Linked DNA regions of Mus musculus: all the other regions are linked to region 3. The links are chromatin contacts, called in public HiChIP or PLAC-seq and promoter capture Hi-C maps. All regions are on one chromosome and are shown on one strand. Each heading gives the region's core, a stretch centred on a gene start, on an enhancer-like site or on the middle of the called end of the contact. The rest is flanking DNA. Distances are from core to core; before and after follow the strand shown.

Region 1 (3,774 bases), core at 467-2,966, 570 kb before region 3:
GGCACATACACGTGCATATACATACATGCACACATACATGCATGGCAAAATACCAGGACACATACAAATATCTAAATACTTAAAAATAAAGTTTTGTTTTGTTTAAAGAAGACTTTTTTTCTGCAAAAGTTCATATGAAAGGGTAAAGAGACAAGCCACAGCCAGAGATGTGGCTCTGTGATAGAGTGCTTGCCTAGCACACCTAAGAGGCCCTAGGTTCAATCCCTAGTACTGAAGGAGGAAAAGAAAGGCAAGCAACAGACAGAGAAACATTTAAAGCCACATATCTGACAAAGGCCTGGTGCCTAAGATAAAGCACTCACAGAATTGAACAGTAAAAAAGCAAACAGTTCAATAAAGTGAGCAGAAGCCAGAAGACTTGTCACCGAAGCAGATCCACAGATGGCAGATAAGCACACCGAATGTTCAACAGCATTAGCCATTAGCCAGAGAGACACGCATTAACGCGACTGCGAGACAGCGCTACACATTTACCACAAGAGTTAAAATAAAAAATAGTGACAGTGCAAGCGCTGGCGAGCCTGCCGAGAAGCAGGGCCCTGCTTGTGCTGCGCTGCTGATGGCAGCGGGAAATGGCGCAGCCACTCTGAAAAGCAGCCTGGTATCCTCCTTAAAACCTATAACTGTCACACTACCAAGCAATTACACGTTGGGGTATTTGTCCCAGAAAAACGAAAATTTATACTCCATACACAAACCACTCTGGGAACGTTTACGGAGGCTTTCCTTGTAATAGCCAAAAAACTAGAAAGAAGCAGATGTCCTCCATGGGTGGATGGTGCGACACCCTGGGGGATCCATGAGTGCCACCCAGCAACAGTGGGGGGGGGGGGCGGGGGGTCCCAACATGCACAACCATCTGCAAGCATCTCCCAAGAACTAGGCTGCATGGCTGAAGACAATTCCAGAAGGTTCTCTGTGGAAGGATTCCTAAAATGAGAGAATTATAAAGCTGGAGAAAGGTTAAGGGTGGGAAGGGGTGTGGCTGGAACAGGCCTCAGAGGGGAGGGACGCTAGTGATGGAATGTTCAGCCTTGATCAGATCAAAGTCCACATCCTGATGGGGGCCCTGGGTGACTCTGCAAGCTGTTCCGACTGAGGGAAGATGGAGGAAGACTGTGATAGATCTGGCTCATAACGCCTTACAATTGCAGTGTGAACACAGGTACCTCAAGATATAACTTTACTTAAGAACATTAGCAACTTCTTTAAGTGACAGACCTGCTCCCATCTTTTGGCCTTTGTTTTGTTTTGAGACAAAGCTTCATTAGGTGATCCAGGCTGGCTTCAAACTCATGACTTGCAGAAGTGGAGTGCAAGGACCGCACCCATGACCACACTTACATCTTTTAGGGTAGAACACGCTCTTCTCGCCTTCTCTCCGCTTCTTCTTCCACAAACCAGTTCCTATTCCAGGCCTCAGCCTACAGATTTCCCCCTCCAGGCAGCCACTTCTGGTTTCACAGATGGGCGTCACCATGGCAGCCCTCACTCTGCTGGCCCCCTAGAGCAGGAGTTCTCACTAGTGCTGGCCCTCAGCCTCACCCAGCATGAAGGGACAAGTGAGTGAAAGGCAGTAAGGACAATATTGTTGTGGCTGCCAAGCTCTGGATAAAACCACTACAGAAAGCTACCTCTGGGTGTGTCTAAGAGGGTGCTTACACACTGGTTAGCTGAGTGGGGAAGAGTCTTCCTAAATGTGCAGCACCAGTCCATGGGCTGCAGTGTGAAAAGAAGGGGACAGGCTGGAGACATGGCTCACTGGTTAAGAGAGCTTACTGCTCTTCCAGAGGACATGAGTTCTGTTCCCAGCTCTCATGGCCCACAAATACCCATGACTCCAGAGAATCTAACACCCCCCCCCCACACACACACACACATACCCTCTGAGAAAGAGTGCCAGCACTCACCACTCTCTGCTTCCTGAAGGCAGACATCATATCAGCTGCCTTACTTTCTGCCTGGTGCCTTCCCTGCCATGATAAACTGCTCAATCAAGCCCGAGCCCAGACAGACCTCTCCTTCCCTCGGCTGCCTCTGTCAGGTGTTTAGGATACCAAGCAGAGATGTAACTCCCACAGCTGCCACTGAGGACACTAAGGTGCCAGCTCCCGGGTGCCTCACTGTGATGAACTAGCCTGTACACAGATTCTAAAATGGGAAAGTGAGGCTCACGGAGGTGGGAGTAGGGTTTGCACTCCAAACTACTAATCCAGTAGCAGAGCTTCCAACCTGGACCCTTGGGAGCAATCACTACAGTGGCTTCCCTGAGGGGAACCAGGGTGGCACAGGGTCAGAAAAGAGACTTCCTGCTGGCGCACGGTCCCTCCAGGAGAATATCACAGCCCCTTTACAGAGCACAGGACTGAAACTGATCCCCATCCTTGGAAGAGCCAGGATCTCCCAAGTTCTCAGTGCCGGGCTGGGTGGGAGGCAGGTGGAGGGGCCTGGGCAGGACGAGCCCTGAGCCGGGCCAGGCTGGAGAACACTTCTGCTGGCATTTCCTTCACTGGCTGGAGAGCTCTCAAGAGCAAAAGACCAGAGAGCAAGCTGTGGCCAGGAGATGCCAATCTCATGCCATTCCCACCTAGGGAAAGATGTGGAGTGCTGCAGCGACCACAAGGGGTGGTCCCTGGGTGGAGGACCCAGCACAGCAGGTGCCTGGTTCTCTGTTCTCCTTTGGGCAGTAAAAGGGAAGGAGGGAGGCTGCAAGCGTGAGCTAGCTCTCCTAAGAACTTACTTCTGGAAAGGAACTTTTCTGGCAGCTGCCAGCACTTCTCCCCTGTTCTGGGTGGAACATGGGATATTTGCTTGATACCTAGGCACTGAAGAGAACCCAGAAGTTTCCACACTTTGTATAGGGTTAGACTTTGCATTGTAGACTAAGCTGAGCCCTCAACCTTCTGCATATGTGTTGTGTTGGCTCAGTCCCTCTGCCTCTAGCCCATTCCTGCCTACACCCTGCCTTTTCCTTAAACACAGCAGGCCCCTTACATCCTGCTGCATTGGGGGACAAAAGCTCAGAGACAGATCCCTAGAACCCTCAGAGCCCAGGCCACAAACACCTCGCCATACACTTAGGCACTCCCAGGTTCGACTCCTGTGACATAGAACATCCTGGTCCGAGTATCCCTGTCCAGACCTGCTGTAGCTAGTTCCACAGGGTAGAAGAAATTATTTTAGATCAAATAAACTGTCCTGAGGGCAGTGGCAGCCCCTGGTGGCTCTTCTGTGCCCATGCTAGAGACATGGGACAGCAGTGAGGCCAGCCATAAGATGTGTGAGCCCCATGCTATTATTGCACAAGGTATGGAGGAGGGGGCATGAAGGCTCCATTGTTCAGAGGAGGAGCAGGAGGCACTCAGTGCACCTCACCACTCTTTTGTTCTGTTGCTCAACAATGTTTGTCTGTTTATAAGACAGTCTCCCTACCCTCCCAGCCTGGGCTGGAACTTTCTGGAGGTGCTGGAAACACAGGTATACATCACTACAGTTTTCTTTTCTTTTTTTTTTTCCCTTAAAAATTTTTATCCTCAAAGTTTACTTGACAGTTGTGCAAACATCAAGTCATTAAACTATTAAACCCAGATGTTCACCCACAGCTATAGCTTCAAAATTGTGCACATGTACACATACACACACACAAACACACACACACGAGAGAGAGAGAGAGAGAGAGAGAGAGAGAGAGAGAGAGAGAGAGAAAGCAAGAGGGAGAGAGAGAGCGAGAGCACGAGAGCCAATGTAGAGATG
Region 2 (3,412 bases), core at 232-2,731, 630 kb after region 3:
CTGTAATTCCAGCTGAATGGAGAAGCTGATTCAGCAGAATCACAAGTCCCAGGCCAGCCTGGGCTGTCGTTCAAATAAACAGCCCACCAATGTCAGGCTAAAGGGGCCCCCACAAACCAAATCTTGGGAAAAAAATAGGCATCAAAAAGAATTAAATTAACTATAACTCATTAAGAATCTATGCATATGTGCTGTTGAGACTAAATTAAACGGGCTAAAGGAAAGCTCTTTCTAACATAACTCTCTTAGGGTTTTATTGCCGTGAAGGGACACCATGACCAGGGCAACTTTTATAAAGGAAAACATTTAATAGGGGCTGGCTTGCAGAGGTTCAGTCCACCATCGTCCTGCGGGAAAGGTGGAGGCTTGCAGGCAGATGTGGTGTACCTTGGGCATATGTGACCTCAAAGCCCCGCCTCTACGGTGATGATACACTTCCTCCAATAAGGCCACACATAAAATCACTACTTGGCATGGGCAAGCATACAAATGCATGAATCTATGGGGCCATACCTATTCAAACCACCACAAGAACATAAGAATAACATGAAAACCCAATCGATTATTCTTTCAGAGAAGCCCATACTGCGATTTCAGGTGCCGTCATTCGGAGCCCCTCTCCTCATGCTAAAGCCTAAAACCCCAAGCCTAAAATAATAAAATAAAATAAAAAGCCGGGTGGTGGTAGCGCATGCCTTTAATCCCAGCACTTGGGAGGCAGAGGCAGGTGGATTTCTGAGTTTGAGGTCAGCCTGGTCTACAGAGTTCCAGGACAGCCAGGACTATACAGAGAAACCCTGTCTCGAAAAAACAAAAAAAAAAAACCAACAACAAAACAAAACAAACAAACAAACAAAAAACCCACAAAACAACAGCCACAACAAAAACTCAAGCCTGCTTTGTTAAAAGAAAACCACGTCCGAAGTGGTGGTGCACACCTTTAATTCCAGCACCACGGAAACAAAGGCAGGTGGATCTCAGAGTTCCAGGCTAGCCTGGTCTACACAGATTCCAGGCTAGCAAGGGCTGCATAGAGAGAGTTTGTCTCAAATAGAGATTTAAGAAGAAAGAAAAACTGGTTAAAAAAAAAAAGAAAAGAAAAAGAAAAAACTCAGGTAGAGGGCGGGGGTGTGGTGGTGTGTGCCGTTAATGTCCACATTCAGGAAGCTTACTGGAGAATCACTTCAATTTCAAAGTCAGCCTGGTGTCCACAGAGAAAACCAGGGTCATTTAGAGAGACCACAGCTTTAAAAACAAACAATAGATGCCCAAACTAGTATAAGTGGTTCAGCCAACGCTCCACGCTGGACCTCAAAGCATCTGGGGGTTAGTTTGTTCAACGCCAGAGCTACTGCTGTAGGCCTAAAGACTTGGCCATTTCTGCCCAATCCTGGATCCTGGAACCAAACTCCCTCTGTCCAGGCCTGCACAAGATGCTACCGAAGGCTCCCCGCCTCCCTGCGGCTCCCTTGTGCGCATGCGCATTGAAGCAGCGAGAAAGAGACACACACAGCCCCACCTCCAACCCCCTTCCCCTGACCAAGAGCTAGGGGCCTGGCTCGCAGCCTCCGCGGGGCTGGAAGCCCAGAACCTAGTCAAAGAAGCTAGTGGCAGTCGGACTCTCAGGCTTGAGATCTGATGTCCCAGAGCCTTCAGTACCACGGTCCCGTCCGTAGCACTTTGGTGCCGCCGCTGCAGCGCTGACCGCGCTGGCAACCCACCCTCCCGGGATACCCGTCAGCTGGGTGGTCCCCGGTCTCGTGCGGCCTACGCTCTTCTCCGGGGACCCGCTCTGAGGACCCCTGGGACTCAGGTGGCCCGTTCGTGGGTACAGCTGCCGTGCTGACGCGCTGCACCTAAACCCCGGCCTGGCTGTGGACAAGGACCGAGAGGGAAGGCGGGGGCCGCGACTTGCACGGTGGAGATACCCTGTGCAGAACCTTAGATTCCCGGCGGGCCTGGGGAGCAGAGAACCGGGGGACACCTCGGACCTAAGGCTGGGCAGCCCCGGACTGGTAACTGGTGAAGCAGAGTGGCCGAAGCAGCAAACTCGGGCACGGGTGACTGTGGGCTGCTGTAGTCTATCTCGCTTGCTGGGATCATACGGATGGGGTCAGCCTGGAGCCCTGAAGCTTGGAAGGGGATTCTGATCAATTTCAGAAAAGCGTAGGGGTGAGGCCAGAGGACGTGGTGGCATACACCTGACTTCTCGGGATTTGGGAGGTGGAGGCAGGGGGAGTAGGCGCTCAAGGTCATTCTCTACTGCCTAACGTTGGGTTGCAAGAGAGAAAAAGAAAAGAGAAGAAGAAGGAAAGAAGAGAAAAGAAAAGAAACAAGGCCTGGAGTGTCTGCCAGTCTTCAGAAGAGACCCTAGAAGCCAGCAGCTACTACTTCTGTTTAAAACAGAGATTATGTGTGAGTTTCTAGAACTTCTGTGTTCCTGTGAAATGCTTGAGTTTTTGTTTTTCGTTTTTGGTTTTTTGTTTGTTTGTTTTTGCTGTTGTTGTTGTTGTTGTTTTGAGTATGGATTTTTTTAATTTCCTTCCCTTTGAAAGACGTTTGTGAAAATGTTTTATTCAACTGTGAGTGGTGTCACTGCCACTCCACTAGGACCAAGTGTTCAAGGCCAGCCTGGGTTACATTGAGACCCTGTCTTTAAAAAAAAAAAAAAGCGAACTATTCATTGCTTTGGGTCTGAGAATTTCCCTGCATTTTCAGTGGGCAGAGACTTAATCAGGATTCCTCTTTGAGTGCGCAGCGCCTGCGGTTCTATGGTTATGTAGCACCCACGTGCTATACATTTAGATGTCCTGTTTTTCTTAGGATTCTCTAATACGGAAATATGTCTGCTAAAGTCTGATGTGTGATTGGTCAAGGACGAGCATGTATTTAAATGATTGAGGTGGTGGCTGGAGGGACCACTGAGGCATTTCCTCAAGCCCCTACACTTTTCGGGTTTTTTGTTTTGTTTTTATTTAAGATTTATTTATTTTATGTATATGAGTGTTCGATCTGCAACATCAGATCCCAGCATAGATGGCTGTGAGTCACGGTGCGACTGCTAGAAATTGAACTCAGGGCCTCTCCAGGCTACACTGGTCATTCTTGTGTGGCACTGGAGCAGCGGCGGCGGCGGCCGATGCATCTCTTGGGGGTGCCGGTGAGAAATGGCAGGGCTAGGGCTAGGGCTAGAGCACTTAGCAAGCTCCGGCTGGACTGCAGGCTTCAGAGGACTGCAAAAACAAGCCAACAAAGACCAGGAGAGCACATTCTTTCTCGTAACATTTATTTTTATGTATGTGCACCTCTTACATGTGTCCGAGGACGCCAGGATACTGCGTCCGGTCACCTGGACCTGGAGTAACAAATGTAAGGACCACGTGGGAGTTGACTGCTGAACTCAGGTTCCCTG
Region 3 (3,511 bases), core at 854-3,353:
TGGCTTGACCTTAAGGGAACGTACTGCTCTTATAGGAGACCTGGGATCAGTCCCCTGTACCCACATGGTGGTATACATTATAGCTCCAGTTCCAAGGGATCCATCACCCCCTGCTGGCCTCTGTGGATACTGCACACACATGATGTGCACACACATACAGGTAAGACACATAAAATGAAAAGTGCAATCTTAAGATTCTAAAGTGGCCTGGGCCCCAGGATCCCCAAGAGTATATATTCTTCGCCCTCGACCCCCTTCCCTGCAGCCGAGCTCCTCTGGCGGGCCTGCTTATTCTTGTTATGGTCCCCACACCTCTGCCCGGTCACCCCAGTGGAAAGCAGATGTTGTGAGGTCAAGGCGCTTCAGGAGGAGGCAGCGGCGGCAGCAGTACTGCTCTGTCAGGCTTTGGGACAGAGACTCCAGGGCTTCCTGGAAGGAAAGGTCTTGGTCATGCCCAGGGTCCCGTCTCTGGGTAGATACTGTTCACAGCCATCTGCACATGTTCTCACCCATCGGGATGCATCCAGCTGCGAGTTAAGGAGGGGCTTCATGGACTCCGGGGGCAGGGACGGCAGCAGCTCAGAGATCTGGTGGGAGAATCATTAGAAGCCAGTGAGACACAAACAGGATGGACCTTCTCAGGGGCTCTAGTTTCCCTCAACCCTGTGAACCTGGGTCTCAGAAGTGTTAACGACTTTTGCCAACTTGACAATTGCTATTGGATATAGGCGTGCCCAGCCCACTCTGGGCCTGGGCTGTATAAGAGGTAGCTGAACAAGCCGGGAGGCATGTGCTAGTAAACGGTTGTCCTCCATGGCTGGCTTGAGGCTTGGGTTCCTGCCTCAGTTTCCTTCAACGGTGGGCTGTAACTTGTGAAGGGAAACAAACGGTTTCCTCCCCTAAGCTGGCTTTGGTCAGTGTTTTATCACAGCAAAAAGCAAATTAGAACGAATGGCCACTGTCGATGGGTCATCCTTTTTAGAGCTGGTTTTGAAAACAGGCTCCTTTCCACAAGTAAGGTACCTCAGGAGGAGACTCTCTCTACCTTGTCATGAAACTCCCGAAGTAGCTGGCTAGCCAGGGTTCCACGCAGGGGTCTGGGGAGCCCCAGGGCTTGAAGAGTTAGCGTCAGTTCCTGAACAACGCCATTCGCCTTCTTTGTCCCTTCTCCAAAGGATGGCACAGGGCTAGAATCCCGCTGGAGCCTTAGATGCAAGAGGCGGGCAGCCTGGAGCTCAGAGCAAAGAAACCCTAAAAAGAGGAGTAGATCCCTACCCAACCAGAACCTTGGCCCTTCCCCCAGAGTAAGCCTCACCCACCGACAATGGGGGATGTGGGTCCACTTCAGAACCACCCAACTGGCGTTTAACTCAACGCATTAAAGTTTTCAGAGGCCTCTGTCAGAATTCAAGCCAAGCCTTAATTAACCCTAGCCTATCTACCTGCGGCCTTCAAGCTCGCCGCAAAGCTTTGGCCACACCCACGGGAGTCCAGTCTGAGCGTCAGAGCCCGCCCCATTCAGAGGCCCCGCCCACCGCCACCACCCTGGGCCTTCCAAGCTCGCTCACGCAGCAGACGCAGGCCGCCGCCGGGCTCCCGCAGCACGGTGGCGCAGTCTCCGCCGCAGAGCGCGCGATCCGGGCAGTGCAACGCCCGCAGCCAGCCGGCCAACTGCCGCAGGAACTCTTCCTCTGTGTCCGGGCCTGCGGGAGGAAGAAGCCATCAGGAAGCAGCGGGTTCCGCGGCTCTACCCGCCGTCCACCCAGCTTCTCACGCACCGTGGCCGGCGCCCAGCACTGCGGTGCCCTCCTCTCGCCGCTCCAGAGCTCCCAGAGCCGTCAGCTCGGCCGCCAGCCGCGCGCACAGCGCCCTGAAGTCTGCACACGCGGGACCCCGAGACGCCCCCTCCGGGAGGGCATCGTACCTGCGGCGGGGCACGCGTCAGTGCGAGTCCCTCTGCGTCCGCGTCCCCAGGCGAGTGCGCCCTTCCCGTACCCCCAGGCCACACCACCGAATCTTTTACCCCAGTGTCAGAAGGTCACCCGCTACCATGGCCCCATCCATGGCAACTCCGTCTGCGGACCCGGTGCGCGCGCCCCCTTCCGCCAGGGAAAGGCTCCGCCCCCTCTTCCCTCCGCCTCCTCTCTCCCGCTGCTATCCAACCATATTCTCGTGCGAAGGCGCTTCCACGCTCCTATTGGCTTGGTCGCGCGCCACGCGCACCCTTCAGGTAACTTGTCCAGTGTAAATTTTATAGCTTGAGGTTTGGATCTACGAGGTCGCAGGAGGCTCGGGTGTCCCTACTGTCCGACTCTCAAGAAAAAAAAAAAAAAAAAAAAGCAAAAAGCAACTTATTTAACTTTTATACTTTTGGAGGCAGGGTCTCGATTTATACATTTATGTAGCTCAGGCTGGCTTCTTAGTCCTGCTTCCTCCTTCTGTTTGCTGGTTGACAGGCGTGTGACACGCCCAGCTGCCCTTTGTTCTTAGTGCACCCCAGACCGAAAGTCCCATCCGACTTGTTTTTCTTCCACTTTAGGATTAGATTTTCAGCACGTCTTCACATCCACTCTCCCACCTCAGCCAGACCCTCCTTCCACCTCACAGTGGGTCCAGTGTTAGCCAGACTCTCTGCCTCTGTAGGCCTTCGAAAGAAAAAGCAGATGCCATTGAGAAACTCCATCCTAAGGGGGAGGCAAGCCGATGGGACTGGGGTTGACTCCATTTGCCAGCTAATGTTTCTGCCAAACTGGTTTTTTCCATCTATGCGATTGGGATCCAAGGGCAATAAAGTATATGTTTTATGTGCCTGAATGTCGTGTGTGTGTATGTGTGTGTGTGTGTGTGTGTGTGTGTGTGTGCGTGTGCATGTGTGTGCGCGTACCTTGTGCCCACAGAAGTCAGAAGGCTTACAATCTCCTGCAACTGGACTTCCAGGACTTCCAGGTGGTCGTGAAGTCTTGTGTGGGTGCTGGGAACCAAACCCAAGTCTTCTGCTAGAACAAGTGCTCCTAACCACTGAGCCATCTCTCCAGCCATTAATATATTAAATGGAATCTGGCCTCACTAAGACCCTCCTATCTTAGCCCCCCAAGATCTGGGACTATAGGTTTGTGTCACACCCAATGTTTCAAGCACTCATTTTTTTTTTTTTTTAAGATTTATTTATTGTTATATGTAAGTACACTGTAGCTGTCTTCAGACGTACCAGAAGAGGGCATCAGATCTCATTACGGATGGTTGTGAGCCACCATGTGGTTGCTGGGATTTGAACTGAGGACCTTCAGAAGAGCAGTTGGTGCTCTTACCCACTGAGCCATCTCGACAGCCCCCTCAAGCACTCATTCTTAAAAGTGTGAGGATTATGGTCCATATGTTAAGGTGCATCCTTAGTTAATAACAAGTAAAGCCGGGCGTAGTGGCGCACGAATTTGATCCCAGCACTCAGGAGGCAGAGGCAGGCGGATTTCTGAGTTCGAGGCCAGCCTGATGTACAGAGTGAGTTCCAGGA

The links. Promoter capture Hi-C pulls out the DNA fragments that hold promoters and counts their contacts. HiChIP or PLAC-seq counts read pairs in DNA pulled down with a chosen protein or histone mark.
Region 1: a contact with region 3 is called in an HNF4G HiChIP or PLAC-seq map of pancreatic cancer cells. The contact joins the enhancer-like site here to the promoter of Fam98c in region 3. A contact is called at or near these places in 1 of 39 promoter capture datasets (erythroid cells), 1 of 484 Hi-C or Micro-C datasets (embryonic stem cells), 2 of 115 datasets of contacts at active chromatin or transcription factors (bone marrow-derived macrophages and pancreatic cancer cells) and 1 of 9 other capture datasets (adipose tissue).
Region 2: a promoter capture Hi-C map of liver shows a contact between it and region 3, with 2.0 times the contacts expected there. The contact joins the promoter of Zfp30 here to the promoter of Fam98c in region 3. A contact is called at or near these places in 2 of 39 promoter capture datasets (erythroid cells and liver).

The regions. Positions count from the first base shown.
Region 1 is chr7:28,582,660-28,586,433 of GRCm38.p6, forward strand. The region is part of intron 1 of Pak4 (p21 (RAC1) activated kinase 4); the gene reads right to left. Among named protein-coding and RNA genes, the nearest start is that of Pak4, 14 kb to the right of the region's middle. Within about 2 kb of position 1,717, at least 74 of the 459 cell types and tissues checked have an H3K27ac peak or open chromatin away from gene starts, as enhancers often do. A contact at or near this core is called in adipose tissue, bone marrow-derived macrophages and pancreatic cancer cells, where this site is marked.
Region 2 is chr7:29,782,487-29,785,898 of GRCm38.p6, forward strand. It overlaps Zfp30 (zinc finger protein 30), which reads left to right and starts at 1,482. Exons shown (of 5, transcript NM_001360208.1): 1 at 1,482-2,415.
Region 3 is chr7:29,154,107-29,157,617 of GRCm38.p6, forward strand. Fam98c (family with sequence similarity 98, member C) reads right to left here and starts at 2,104. Exons shown (of 8, transcript NM_001146023.1): 1 at 2,024-2,104; 2 at 1,779-1,924; 3 at 1,569-1,703; 4 at 1,046-1,251; 5 at 510-587; 6 at 313-429. The coding sequence starts at 2,064.